Linked DNA regions of Gossypium hirsutum: region 1 is linked to region 2. The links are chromatin contacts, called in public Hi-C maps. All regions are on one chromosome and are shown on one strand. Each heading gives the region's core, a stretch centred on a gene start, on an enhancer-like site or on the middle of the called end of the contact. The rest is flanking DNA. Distances are from core to core; before and after follow the strand shown. Region 1 has its middle 39 kb from the start of LOC121214243. Region 2 overlaps LOC107921293 (a long non-coding RNA gene).

The links. A called contact is a pair of places that touch in the nucleus more often than the background predicts.
Region 1: a Hi-C map of hypocotyl shows a contact between it and region 2, with 1.7 times the contacts expected there. The contact joins two enhancer-like sites. A contact is called at or near these places in 5 of 34 Hi-C or Micro-C datasets (callus, hypocotyl and leaf).

The regions. Positions count from the first base shown.
Region 1 is chrD01:50,278,951-50,285,701 of Gossypium_hirsutum_v2.1, forward strand. No RefSeq gene overlaps it. Among protein-coding and RNA genes, the nearest start is that of LOC121214243, 39 kb to the left of the region's middle. Within about 2 kb of position 5,126, at least 9 of the 9 cell types and tissues checked have an H3K27ac peak or open chromatin away from gene starts, as enhancers often do. A contact at or near this core is called in hypocotyl and leaf, where this site is marked.
Region 2 is chrD01:49,764,918-49,771,048 of Gossypium_hirsutum_v2.1, forward strand. It overlaps LOC107921293 (a long non-coding RNA gene), which reads left to right. Exons shown (of 4, transcript XR_001691007.2): 1 at 1-212; 2 at 317-593; 3 at 703-879; 4 at 3,413-5,068. It also overlaps the pseudogene LOC107921328. Among protein-coding and RNA genes, the nearest start is that of LOC107921293, 3.3 kb to the left of the region's middle. Within about 2 kb of position 4,299, at least 3 of the 9 cell types and tissues checked have an H3K27ac peak or open chromatin away from gene starts, as enhancers often do. A contact at or near this core is called in hypocotyl and leaf, where this site is marked.

The DNA.
Region 1 (6,751 bases), core at 3,876-6,375, 510 kb after region 2:
GGACAAAAATTGGCTTTTAATTTTGTTTTTAATTCATTTTAATAACTAAATAACCAAAATGCCCTTAATGAAAAACTTTGGAAACATGCCTAACCATGTGCATTTTCTTCCACCAACTTAACCAATGTCTAATTACCATATAAGGGCCTCCAATTTAAAATTTCATAACAATTGGACACCTCTAACATGTAGAACTCAACTTTTTCACTTTTTACAATTTAGTTCTTTTTCCTAAATTGAGTGCCCAAACATCAAAATTTTCGAACAAAATTTTCACAAAATCATTCTATGAAATTGTATACCACAAAAATATAATAAAAATAAATTTTATCACGTCAAATTTGAGGTCCCGAAACCACTGTTTCGACTAGGCCCAAAATCAAGATGTTACATGTTCAACCTTTCATCTTTCATCTCCCTTAACCTTCCATCTTCCTTGAACCTTTCATCTCATTGTAACCCTTTTTTTCTTATTTATGTATTAGAATATGAAAATTTTAATCTCCCTATATATATAGTAAAATATACTACCTGTAAGTTTTATGAAAAGTATAGAATGCAATAGAAATCCTCATATTCTCATATCCATCTTTTATTTATTATTTTTGTTTATAATATAAATGAGATTTTAGTAGCTTAATTTCCCTTTTCAAATTCCACCTAAATAGGTGGTTTTTCGAAATTCTTTTTATTTTAATTTGATCAATTTTAGTCCTTACACTTTTTGAATTGGTCAATTTTAGTCCTTGTACATTTAAAAATTTGAAATTTTAGTCTTAACCAAATGATAAGTTAAATATTTTTAGTCAAATTTTGCTATTAGTCTTGTATTATGCGTAAATATTCTCTAATTGAATCATTCTTAGTCACTATATTTCTCAAATTTCAAAATTTCAATTTTAATGCAAATGAGAAATGTTAAATCTATTAATCAATTTTTATGTGGAAATAACAAGCTGACATGATATTACACATGCGATAATATGTTTGTTGCATCAAAATTTGAGAATAACGAAACTTAAATTAATGAATTTAGTAGCTATCATTTGGTTAGAACTAAAATTCTAAAAGTATAGAGACTAAATTCACAAATTACACATAATACAAAGACAAATAACAAAATTTAACCTACAAACTTTACTTTTAATATTATAGTCGACCATCTCTATAATAGTAACTCATTATAACAATCAAGTTTCTAATAGAACTGATGTTTTATGTTTTATTTTAACCTTCTATACCAACTTTTCACTTATAAAAGCAATAGTCGTAGTTATGAAATACATTTTTTATTAAATTAGTTCTCTATAACAACAAATCGTCTAGAATTTTAAGTAAAATTATAATTATTTCATATAGGCAAGCCAATTAATCATAATTTATTAAATAAAAATTATATTCATTAAAATATTAATTCAATAAAGGGTGAGTATTTGGTACACTAACAATGTATTTTTTTTTTGAAATACAATGGTTGGGATTTTATTCAAATAGAAGCCTATAAAGATAGGCCCAACAAAACAAAACAGAAATTACAACCTAAAATAAGTAAGACCGACCCAATGAATAGACTAAACATAAGGGAAATTAGTTCTGAAAGAAGAAAAGAAAAATCGACAAAGTATTAAAAGAAATATAAATGATCCTAACCACCCAATCAGATTGTTCAATTCCAAAGCATCTAAAAAGCAAAACCCTTTAGCAGTCTGTCAGAGTATTACCCATCAATCCTATCAATCTGCTTCAATAATATATTGGAAAGTGTTCTTTCAAAAACCATTGCGCCTCTTCAGAATCTTGGCACTCATTCATCTAAAAAGACCCAAAAATTCCTCTTCCAACTATTTTCTTCCCCTCTTCCAGAACAGGGAACCGATATCAGATGTGGCATGTACGATGTGGTTATCACCGATATACTTCAACAACATCAAGTGCATAGGCAGGAACATTGCCCCCAAGATAAGTTGCTTCATTTCTTTTAAAATCCTTTGTAGCCAAAGCATGAGCAACACCGTTATATGCTTTTGTACATGGTGGAAAACACAGTTTTGGAAAATCACACATGACGCACAGATATTATGAATATATGCTCCAATTATTGACTGCTCCCCTCTATTTTCTTTCAGATTATGAATCATGGACAAGAAATCTCATTCGACTTCTACATTCAGAAAACCCATTTGAGCTCCTGTTAAAACCGCCTAGAAGCAAGCCATCGCCTCTACTGCAAATGGTGAAGGTATGTTGGCATGCAAAATAGTTTTTGAACAGAGAATAATACATGTGCCGTTTCTAATAATAATCCCAGAACAGGATCTATTATCTTGCTTGCAAAATCCTGCATCAAAATTTATTTTGACAAAAGGGTTCTAAGTTGCCTTCCACACACCAGCGGGTATGATTCGCTCTGCAATTTTGCTCTTATCCCCCATAATTTCACTCAAATACTTCTTGATGAAATATATTGTCTCCCTTGCGCTCAAACTTTGCCCTTCATGTAGCAATTTGTTGCGTGCAGTCCAGATTGCCCACAACCCACAATAAAACAATCGACAAAGGTACATGGAACTATTTTCAAAAAAATTGTTTACCCATTCTGCCATTTAAGTCATATGCATCTGCATACATTGTGTGAACCCTGACTGTTGCCAGATCTCCTTCGTGTGCAAACACTCTTGAAAACATGTTCAACTATTTTAACACCATTGTGGCAGCGAGGACAGTTCGTAGAGTTCATCAACATCCTGTAGTATAGGTTTGCATAAGTAGGCACATAGTTGTTTACAATCCTCCATGTTGTAATTTTTATTTTGGAGGGTAGATCAATATTCTAGAGCCTTTTGTATAATAGTGTATTTTTTTTATTCCACAAGCAACCTTAAACAATTGGCATGTGTCTCTTTTTTTAAAATTTTTTAAATATTTTACTATATCCTTAAAGGACACTCGTCAACCGCCTGACCCTACTTGTGGAGTCTAAAAACTCTACTAAGAGTGTACAAAATAATTTCCCTTCAGGTATAAAAGGTATAAAAGCAATAATGCATGCAAAAGAGACACATGCCAATTGTTTAAAATATTTAAAAAAAATTAAAAAAAATTAAAAGCATATAAAAAAAGGTATAAAAGCAATAATGCATGAATATGTTATATGTCTTTTAATTTTGTTGATTTGGTTTTCACTTGCTTTCTTTTTTGAACATAATTATCAATTTTTTTCATTTAATGAAAATTCATGAAATTTATGGTAAATTTATAATAATTATATTTCTAAAATAACATGTAGTTAAAAATCTATAACAATCATTTTTTTATAATAAACTATAAAAAAAATAGAACATCGGTAATGACAATATATCGCAAAGAAAAGAGAAATAAAAATAAATAACACAGATTTTTACATGAAACCCTTTCGGAAAAAACCACGGGTAAAGGAGAAGAAAATTCACTATGTCGAATTCGAATGAATACAAGAGGAATAGACTATGTCTATTTATAGGCTTGTAAACTCATATTCTAATAGGAGTGTAGTAAGATTGAAATATCTTATTCTAATCAATATGAAATAGATGAAGTTTAATAGGGTTTAAAAAACATTAATCTAAAATAAAATAAAATAAAAAAGTATAGTTTTATATGAATTTTACTTTTATTTTATTTTACTACTATATTTTATTTAAATAAAAATTCGGGTCACTTAATTTTAACATAAATAAAATATTGATAAACAAATTATACTGTTATAAAAAAGAAAAAAAGGTAAAATGACATGTTTTTCGCATCCCACCCCCTTTCCCCAAGTTTTCCATGTTCTGTATTCAATGCCATTGGGGCCCGCTGTGTACATGTTTCATTCAATCTATGGATTGAATTTTGAAATATTTAATCGAGGAATCAATTGGGTTTCCCACGCACAGAATCTACCAAGGACCATTCTCTTCTTTAGTTTTCTCCAAGGAATAAGTTGCTTTGCCAATTGATTGGCTTTAAAGAAAATAAAACCACCACTCAAAGAAGCACATAAGGGTATATATGGAGACAAAAGCCATTAATAAAACACCGAAACGCGATTAGCAAAGAACCAATTAAAGGTGGTTTATTTGGGACAAATCATACACAAATCAACATATCTTTTGGGGCAGAAACAGGTGCGTCTATATAGGAGACCCTTTCTGGCTTCTGGGAGCATCCTTAAGCTCAAAAAGCTGACCAAAGTGGACTGCATTGTTGGGTTTTGATTACTTTAATATATTATCATATTTACTATACCATGGTACCTCCACACTTCCACATATGAAGCCATATTCCCACAAAATCGCTTGCAGACTAAGATTTGTTTCCACTAATAGCCTGGTGTAAAGCACAAAGTGGGCGGCTTACCACCAACGGATCATTCCTAGAGAAAGTGGTGGGGCTAAATTCAGCACGACAAATTCTACACCCAATTGAAAAAACTTGTTTAATTAATGGACCCCAGGTGCACATACTAAGTGCCGGATTCGATAATATTTCAATGGGGGTATGTTATTTTACTTCCAATATTTTTAGATATATGTTTGAATATTTTTTTTAAAATATACAACGTGAATTAAATATAACTTCAAATTTTAAAGTAAAAAATATTTTCTATTTAAGTATCACATTCTCTTAATTTCTGCAACAACAATCATATCAATTAATTAAAATTCAATTATAAAACATAGAAAATCTATAATATGCCAAAATAATTGTTAAGAACCGAGCATTTAGATGTTCACAAGTTTCAAATAATGTGGAATTCATAAACCCTTCCGATTCTCCTTAAGGTCAAAATATTACTGGTTTGGCTTTCTTTATACATCAAAGAAAAGAAAAGAAAAAAAAAAGGGGGCTAACGAAGGACATTCATTGTTGTTGGATCACAAGGGCATAAAAGAAATGGAATATAAGCAAGATGGATCCTTTTTCAGGTAAGAGAAGGACATGTAGGATGAGAAATGGTCCAAAGATACCTAGAATCTCGTATATGAATCATGATTTGTAATATAAAAATATCAAATGTAATTAGTGTCATTCCAAACAAGGAAACAACCTAAGCTGGATCCCACCAAAAGGGGGATTTGCACTAGAGGCAAAGCGAAAGGACAAAAATAAAAAATTCCTCCAACAGCAAACCCCAATGAAGATTATGGCTTACGGGCGCCCCTCGACAGGTATAGTTCCCATCTTTTTCCGCCGCAACCATTATCTTTTATCACTAAAATTTTTCAGCCAAATATTTAAGTAAACAGAAAAGGATGGTATTAAACAATAATATTATATTATTTGTATGTCTTTTTTAATAGTTTAATGTTAAATTAATATTTTTATTTTAAATTTTAGAATTTTTATTTTTAAAAAAAATCAAATTCAAGTGAAAATTTTAAAATTTAAGGTGAAATTATTAATGACATTAAACTATTAAAAAAAGTTTTTTTTTTATCTTTCTCTTCTTTATTATTTTAAAAGTTCCATTTTTTCTTCAACTGTAGGCCGGTGCTCGTCACTGGTGAGGCATAGAATGGCGATGACCCATATGCGATTTTTTTAATAACTGTTTTTTACGTATTTAAAAAAAAAAGGGTTTCATATATATAATATATTCATCACCGGCAGTGAATGCAATGTCGAGGACGGCTTTTAGATTTCGCAAAACGTATGTAAAATAGTGGCGGTGAGCCACACAGGTGAGGCGTAGATCGTTGATAAGCCCATATGCAATTTTTCTTTCTTTTTTTTTTCTATTATTCAAACGTGATTTCAAGATTTTCAGAAATCGAAAACCGCTTCAAAACAGCTGCGGTGACCATCATCGTCAAGGCGTTGAACGCCGATGACCCAATATGCGGATATTCTCTTTATATGCATTTAATGGGTTGAATTAAAATGATTATGAGATAAAAAAAGAGTTTCCTCACCGCCAATGAAGCATTTTTAATAGTTTAAACAGCATGCAAAGGGGTCCTTCATCCACCGGTCATGCTTAACGAAATATAGTTTAAATTGCATGTAAAAAGCAATTCAATTTATTTTAAAGGAAAGATCAAATTTTTCTTAAACATGATACGACCTTTTCTAATTTTAACATTTCTTTTAATGTTTGAAATTTATGGAAAAATATTTTGAAAAACAATGAAATTGTTATCCACTAATTTATTTAAAACTAACGGCACTGGATATCATTTACTTTGACTCGTATAGAAGCCCGGAAATGAAAAGGTAAGTGGTAATTAACTCATATATATTTATATTTTATAAAATCAGCTCCTAAGGAAGTATTAGGAATAAATAGTGGTATTGTAATAATTTGCAGTTATACAGAATTAATGGGACAAAATGGGTAAATTATCAATACTCTTTTATTATTAATAAAGCCATTATGAAATTTTAAATATAATAAAATTTAAATTATTATTAAATCGTTAATCAAAATGCAATTATTTTTATATAATACAAAGTAAACCTTTCATTTTTTCTTTAAAAAATAATAATTTTCACATATTATATAAATCTGCTTCCTAAGGAACTTCATACAATAAATAGGGGTAAAATAAGTATGTAAACTTAAATTTAAGGGCAAAAATGGATCTTTTATTTTTATATAATAGCTTTTTTTTATCAGAATTATAATTGTTTTTAAAATTATTAAATAACTAATAGAAATGAAATTATTTTTACCTAATATCAGTATATCTTATTATATCTCTAATATAGTATATTATATTCTTTTTAG
Region 2 (6,131 bases), core at 3,049-5,548:
TGAAATAGAAAATGGGTTATGGAGGTCGCCCACTTCGACAATCAGAATCGGCCACTTTCATAGCTTTCAAAGGCGCATCTTCCACCCAGAACGAATCCCCTTCTGCTCGCATACCCTAAACAGCCATTACATGCGCTGCTCCATTCCCTTCTCTTGTAATGAACTGGAATCGACAACATTGGAACTTCCTTGCCAGGTTCTTCGCGTCCCAGGTAAATGGTCTAAACTCCGAGTAATCCTCGCTTGATTCTTGAATATTATTTACCACCAATCTCAAATCACTCTCAAGAATAACATTTGAAAAACCCAAATCCAGAGCAAATTGGAGCCCATGAAGGACAGCAAGCGCTTCAGCAATCACCACCGAATGAACCAAATTATGTCCTTGAAATCCCGACCCCATTATAAATCCCTCATCATTTTTAATAATAAAGCCTGACACTGCTCGTTTTTTGGCAATCGACAATCCCACATCAACGTTAATTTTTAATCACCCTTGCGGAGGTGGCGACCATTTTACCATGGATCTTGGTTGTGGATACTTCAAATTCTCAGCACTACTATGATATTCCAACCCAAAACTCCTAATGAAGGTAACAATTTCCTCCAAACTTTGCACCTTTCTTTCATGTACAAATTTATTTCGAGAGAACCAAATCGCCCAGATAGTAACAATAATTACCCTTTTCCTATTCTTATCAGAATTCTCCAACAGCCAACTCAACCACTCATTAAAATTTACCATTGAACTCGGCCACTAGACGTCTAACTTGGACCAAACTTGTGCAGCAAACAAGCAATCCCGAACAGCATGAGTAGAAGATTCACACCCCTAACCACAACGCAGACAACAGTTATCAGCAGACAATCTCCTATAATGTAAGTTTTGAAAAGTAGGCACATAATTTTGGACAAATTTCTAGATTAAGATGTGAATTTTTGAAGGACACTCTAAACACCATATTTGCTTGAACATTTTTTGCTCGTTGATGCTCACATTAGAGTTGTCCAATAACATTTTATATCCACTCTTTACAGAATAGATACCCGAAGTTTCGCTAAACCAAACTACTTTATCTGATTGATCAGTAGTGGGAATAGGTAGACTCATAATCTGGTCAGCTTCTTCCACCGAAAAAGTTGAGTAAATAAGATCTCTATTCCAACGATTAGGTTCCTTTAGAATTAACTCAGCCACCCAATCCAAACCAGCCACCCTATCAGTAGAAATAGAATTTTGAGCTTTTCTTGGCAACGAATGATCTTTCCATATTGACACCGATGTTCCAGACCCAATTCTCCACTTCAAACCAGACCCTAACAGGCCTTTAGCACACCAGATACTTCTCCAAAAAAATGATGGATTCGCTCCTAAAGAGGCTTCCATAAAATCTGATCCCCTATAGTACTTTGCTTTGAGCAAATGCGCAAGTAAGGAACTCAAATTTTCCATAAGATGCCAACCCTGTTTAGCAAGAAGTGCGATATTGAATTTGGCCAAATCTCAGAAGCCCATCCCGCCCTCCTCTTTTGGTACCGACAGCTTCTTCCATGAACACCAATGAAGCCCTTTTTTCCCTGTTTTCTTTTGCCACCAAAATCGAGCCATGACCGCTTCTAAATCCCTACAAACTGCTGATGGTAACAGAAAACAATTCATAGCATATAGTGGAATAGCCTGGAGTACAGCTCTGATAAGGACCTTCCTCCCCTTACGGAAAGTAATCTCGAGCTCCAACTAGAGACTCTTTTTATTAGCTTTTCTTTAAGTTCCTTAAAAGCCCTCTGTTTGTTACGCCCCACCATTGATGGGAAACCAAGGTAATTCTCCAGGTTTAGATTCCTATTAACCCCCAGAACCCTACAAACCTCCTCTCTGTTAAACTGGTCAACATTGGAACTTAAAAATGACCCTAACTTGTCAAGATTGACTTCCTGACCAGAACACTTAGCATAGGCCTCTAAAATTTCTTTGATCACCATTGCTCCATTGATAGACGCATCTCCAAAGAAAAGGCTATCATTTGCAAAAAAACAAATGGGTGATTTATGGGGCTTGCCTACTAACCCGAAAGCCATTTAGAACTCCCCTTGACACAGCCCTTCTAAGAAGAGTCGACAATCCTTCACCACATATAAGGAATAAATAAGGACTAATAGGGTCCCCTTGGCGAAGGCCTCGTGACGGGAAAAATAACTCACACGCCTTCCCATTCATACCCACAGAATACGAGACCAATGTCAAACAACCCATAACTTTCTCAATCCACCTATCCGAAAACCCTGTCCTTCGAAGCATAACATGCACAAAATTCCATTCAACCCGGTCATAAGCTTTACTCATATCTAGTTTTAACGCAAATAACCCTTTCCTCCCAATACGTTTTCTCTTCATAGAATGTAAAGTTTCATATGCAGCTATGATATTATCCGTAATGAGTCTTCCCGGTACAAAAGCACTCTGTGCTTCATCAATACATACATGGAGTATCTTTTGAAACCTATTCACCAACATCTTTGAAATGATTTTATATAAAATATTACAAAGACTAATAGGTCTAAGTTGAGTCATGCACCGAGGAGAACTGACCTTGGGAATTAAAACAATTCTTGTATTGTTAATTTCAGCCATATTATCAACCCCTGCATCGTCTCAATACAGAAATTAGCTACATCTTTACCCACAATATGCCAAAACCTTTGGTAGAAAATCGCCCCTATCCCATCTTCGCTAGAAGCTTTTAACGGGCTCTTGGCTTTAAGAGTTGAACACACCTCTTCATATGTAAACTCCTTCTCAAGGTCCTCGTTCATCTGTTAAGAAATACATGGCTCAACACCTTCCAAAATTGAGCTTGGATCTCCAACACTTTTCGCTGTAAATAAAGAAGTAAAATAATCAGTGGCCAACTGTAATAAAGCATCATTGTTCGCATAACTATTACCCTCGCCATCCACTAATTCTTCCACCTTGTTCTTCCTACTCTGATCCGTTGCTGATTGGTGAAAAAATGGGTATTCCTATCCCTATTTTTCAGCCAATTTGCTTGAGCTCTCTGTTCCCAATAAAGCTCCTCTCTGTCCACCTGCATATTAATTTACAGCTTTGTCTCCACAATATCCCCTAGAATCTCGTCTGTAAGAACTTCTTCATTAAGTTGAAACAACTGTTTTTCCAACTCTTTCTTCGTGATGTTGAGCTTTGTCTACATAATCTTTTGAAACATGGGATTTAACATGATGTAATTATTTATAAATGACGTGTTGAGAAGTGATGTTAACTTATTAATTTAGCAAAGTGATTTATTAGCATGTTTGATTGTTTAAATGTTTTATTATTTTCAATTCAAATTGTGCTAGTACCATTAACCATTTAATGCCTAGCGTGGAAATGTGTTTCTTGTGTACGCAGGTCTCGACGAAGATAGGTCATGATCGTTTAGTTTGAAGGTATCCAAAGGTATTGCAACTCAGCTCATGCTAAATGATATATTTTATTGTAAAATATTTAAATATATATAACTAGATTTATCCATGAATCGAATGGCCCACATAGTGTAGTAGGCTTAACTTGACTTGGGTCAGACTTGAAAAAAGATCTTTGTTTCTAAAATTGCTAAGTTCGACCTGAGTTCAGTCTAAATAATAAAAATAATTTAAAGTTTAAGTTTAATTATAAAGGAATAAAATTATTTTTTATTAGTATTTGAACAGTGAAACGTGCAAACATGTTGGGTTGGGTCGACCTAAAAATGAGCCCAGATTTGATTTTTTTTAAATCGAGTCATAGTTCAACCCGACCTCTATATTTAAGTGATAAAATATTTTTTATTAAAATTATGAAATTATATTTTATTATTTATATAATTATATTTAATATAATATAATTTAAATTTTTATTTAATATGATATGTTATATTATTTATTTAATTATACAAAATATTTTTAAAGGTGAATCTAAAAATATATATATATTTGCTATTCAATGTTGTAGGAATTAGTTATTTTTTTATATCAACTATAAAATGAAAAAGAGTAGACCATTCCATTGAATGAGCCATTTCCCTTATTCAGTGATGAACGATGAACGATGCATGATTCATTAGTTTGGTTGAAAGAATGGCTCATTCAATGGATAAATTTTACTGTTACAGTTATTGGATGCATATTTACAGTTAACTTTAATCTAATTAGATGAAAATTCATTTATTATTTGCATACCATCAGGACTTGTAGGCCTGCATATGAGCTATGCGCTACTATGGTCCAGTTTCTAGAACCTAATGAGGCCATACTCTTCCTAAAATGGCTAAACAAAAATATAGCATTACTGGGCTAGACTTTCAAGCATAAACCAACCCAATTGGTCTTCTAAATTATGGGCCTAATTAACAAAATTGGGATTCTAATTTGCGTTAACCTAGTCACTTATTAATTTTCTTTTTAAAATTTTAATTAAATCCGTTACACTTTTACTATAACAATATTGAAATGTGATGAAGTGACATTAATAACTAATAACACAACAACGCGTGGAGTTTAAAATTATAACATATAACAAATAAATAAAAAGATAAAAAAAATCTTTAAAATGTATAAATTTATAAAAAAAATATAAAAATTATTTCATATTCAAAATAAATTTAGATAAATAAATGTCCATATTCAAATTAACCTGCACATTATTTTAATAGGTTCACTAAAAGCGTTCTCTTTTTAGTAATACATAAATATCGAAGCATAGAAAATCAAGTACAAACATATCAAATCTTCACAAAACCTCAAGGAATTAAAAAAAAAAAAAGACATAATAACGAACAATAGCAATTAAAATGGTTTTTACTTAAACAAATCCCTAAAATAAGTCATGGAATTGAAAACCCGGAGAAATCTCTCTCTTTCCTTTGAAGCTCATGTTAACCGATTAAAACCAAGAGTTTTTTTTAATTACCTTTTGAATCCTTTTCAATTTCGAAATTAAGCAAATTAGTCTTTCTTAAAAAAATTTAGAGCAAATAAAGACAATTAATCACAGAGTTAATGTCTTCCATCAATTGTATATGATTTTGATTGGTATAATGACAAATTTAGAATCAATGTTTATATATTTTGTCATTTTGGCCTTAATTCTAAAAAATTCAAAAAACTTAGCCTCAATATTTACACATTTACACAAATGTGGGAGGATAAATTTGTTAATTAGGACCAAATTGATAGAATGTGTAAACATTGTGGGTTAAATTTATTATTATACCAATCAAAATCGTGAACAATTGTTGGAAAATATTAACGTCAGGATTAATTGTCTTTAGTTGCTCACTTTCGAAATTGATAATGATTAAATTGCTTTGAATTTTTCGATGGGCCAATTTATTCAATTTTAAAATTGGGAGGGATTGAATAGATTTTTTTACCAATTATTTTCAAATAAGAAACATTATCAAGCCAAAAAAAAAATTCCAAGCAAACCACGTAATTATTGAAGTAAACATTAAAAAAACATTTAAACTAGGTGAATGCAAATGAATCATCTATGTAGTGTATAAAAATGGAATAATTCTAAAAAAACCCTCAACGTTTGGGAGTTTTGGTTTATGCCCTTAACCTTTTTATTTTTTGATTGATACTCTTAACATTACGATTTTTTCAAAAATCAGTCCACTTTTAACGGTCAATATGAATTGACTGTTAATTAAACTGTAGGTCAACATAGTAGCCTATGTGATATGCTACGTAAGCAAATGATGTTATATATCACGTAATCTATTTATTTATTTTTTTTCATTTTGTGTCCATTTTATTTTTTCTCCCCTCTTTCTCTCTTCCTGTAAATCACACCATTCAAGGATTCTTCTAAAACCCAAACCTATTATATACCCATAAATCGATACTTTCCTGCCATGGAAAGCTAAAGAGCTTTATATCGAGATACTATTGGGGATTCCCTTCCCTGTAAGCCCACCATCTCTGCTATAATCCGATGTATTAGGATACAATAATGTATACGACACCTTCACCGGTCCAACTCTGTTCTTCAATTTACTATCATTGTTTCTTTCCATAATCCTACTCTCAATTTCCACTAGTTTCTTCCCGAATCTTTCAAATGCGGCTAAGGGTTCATCTTCGGT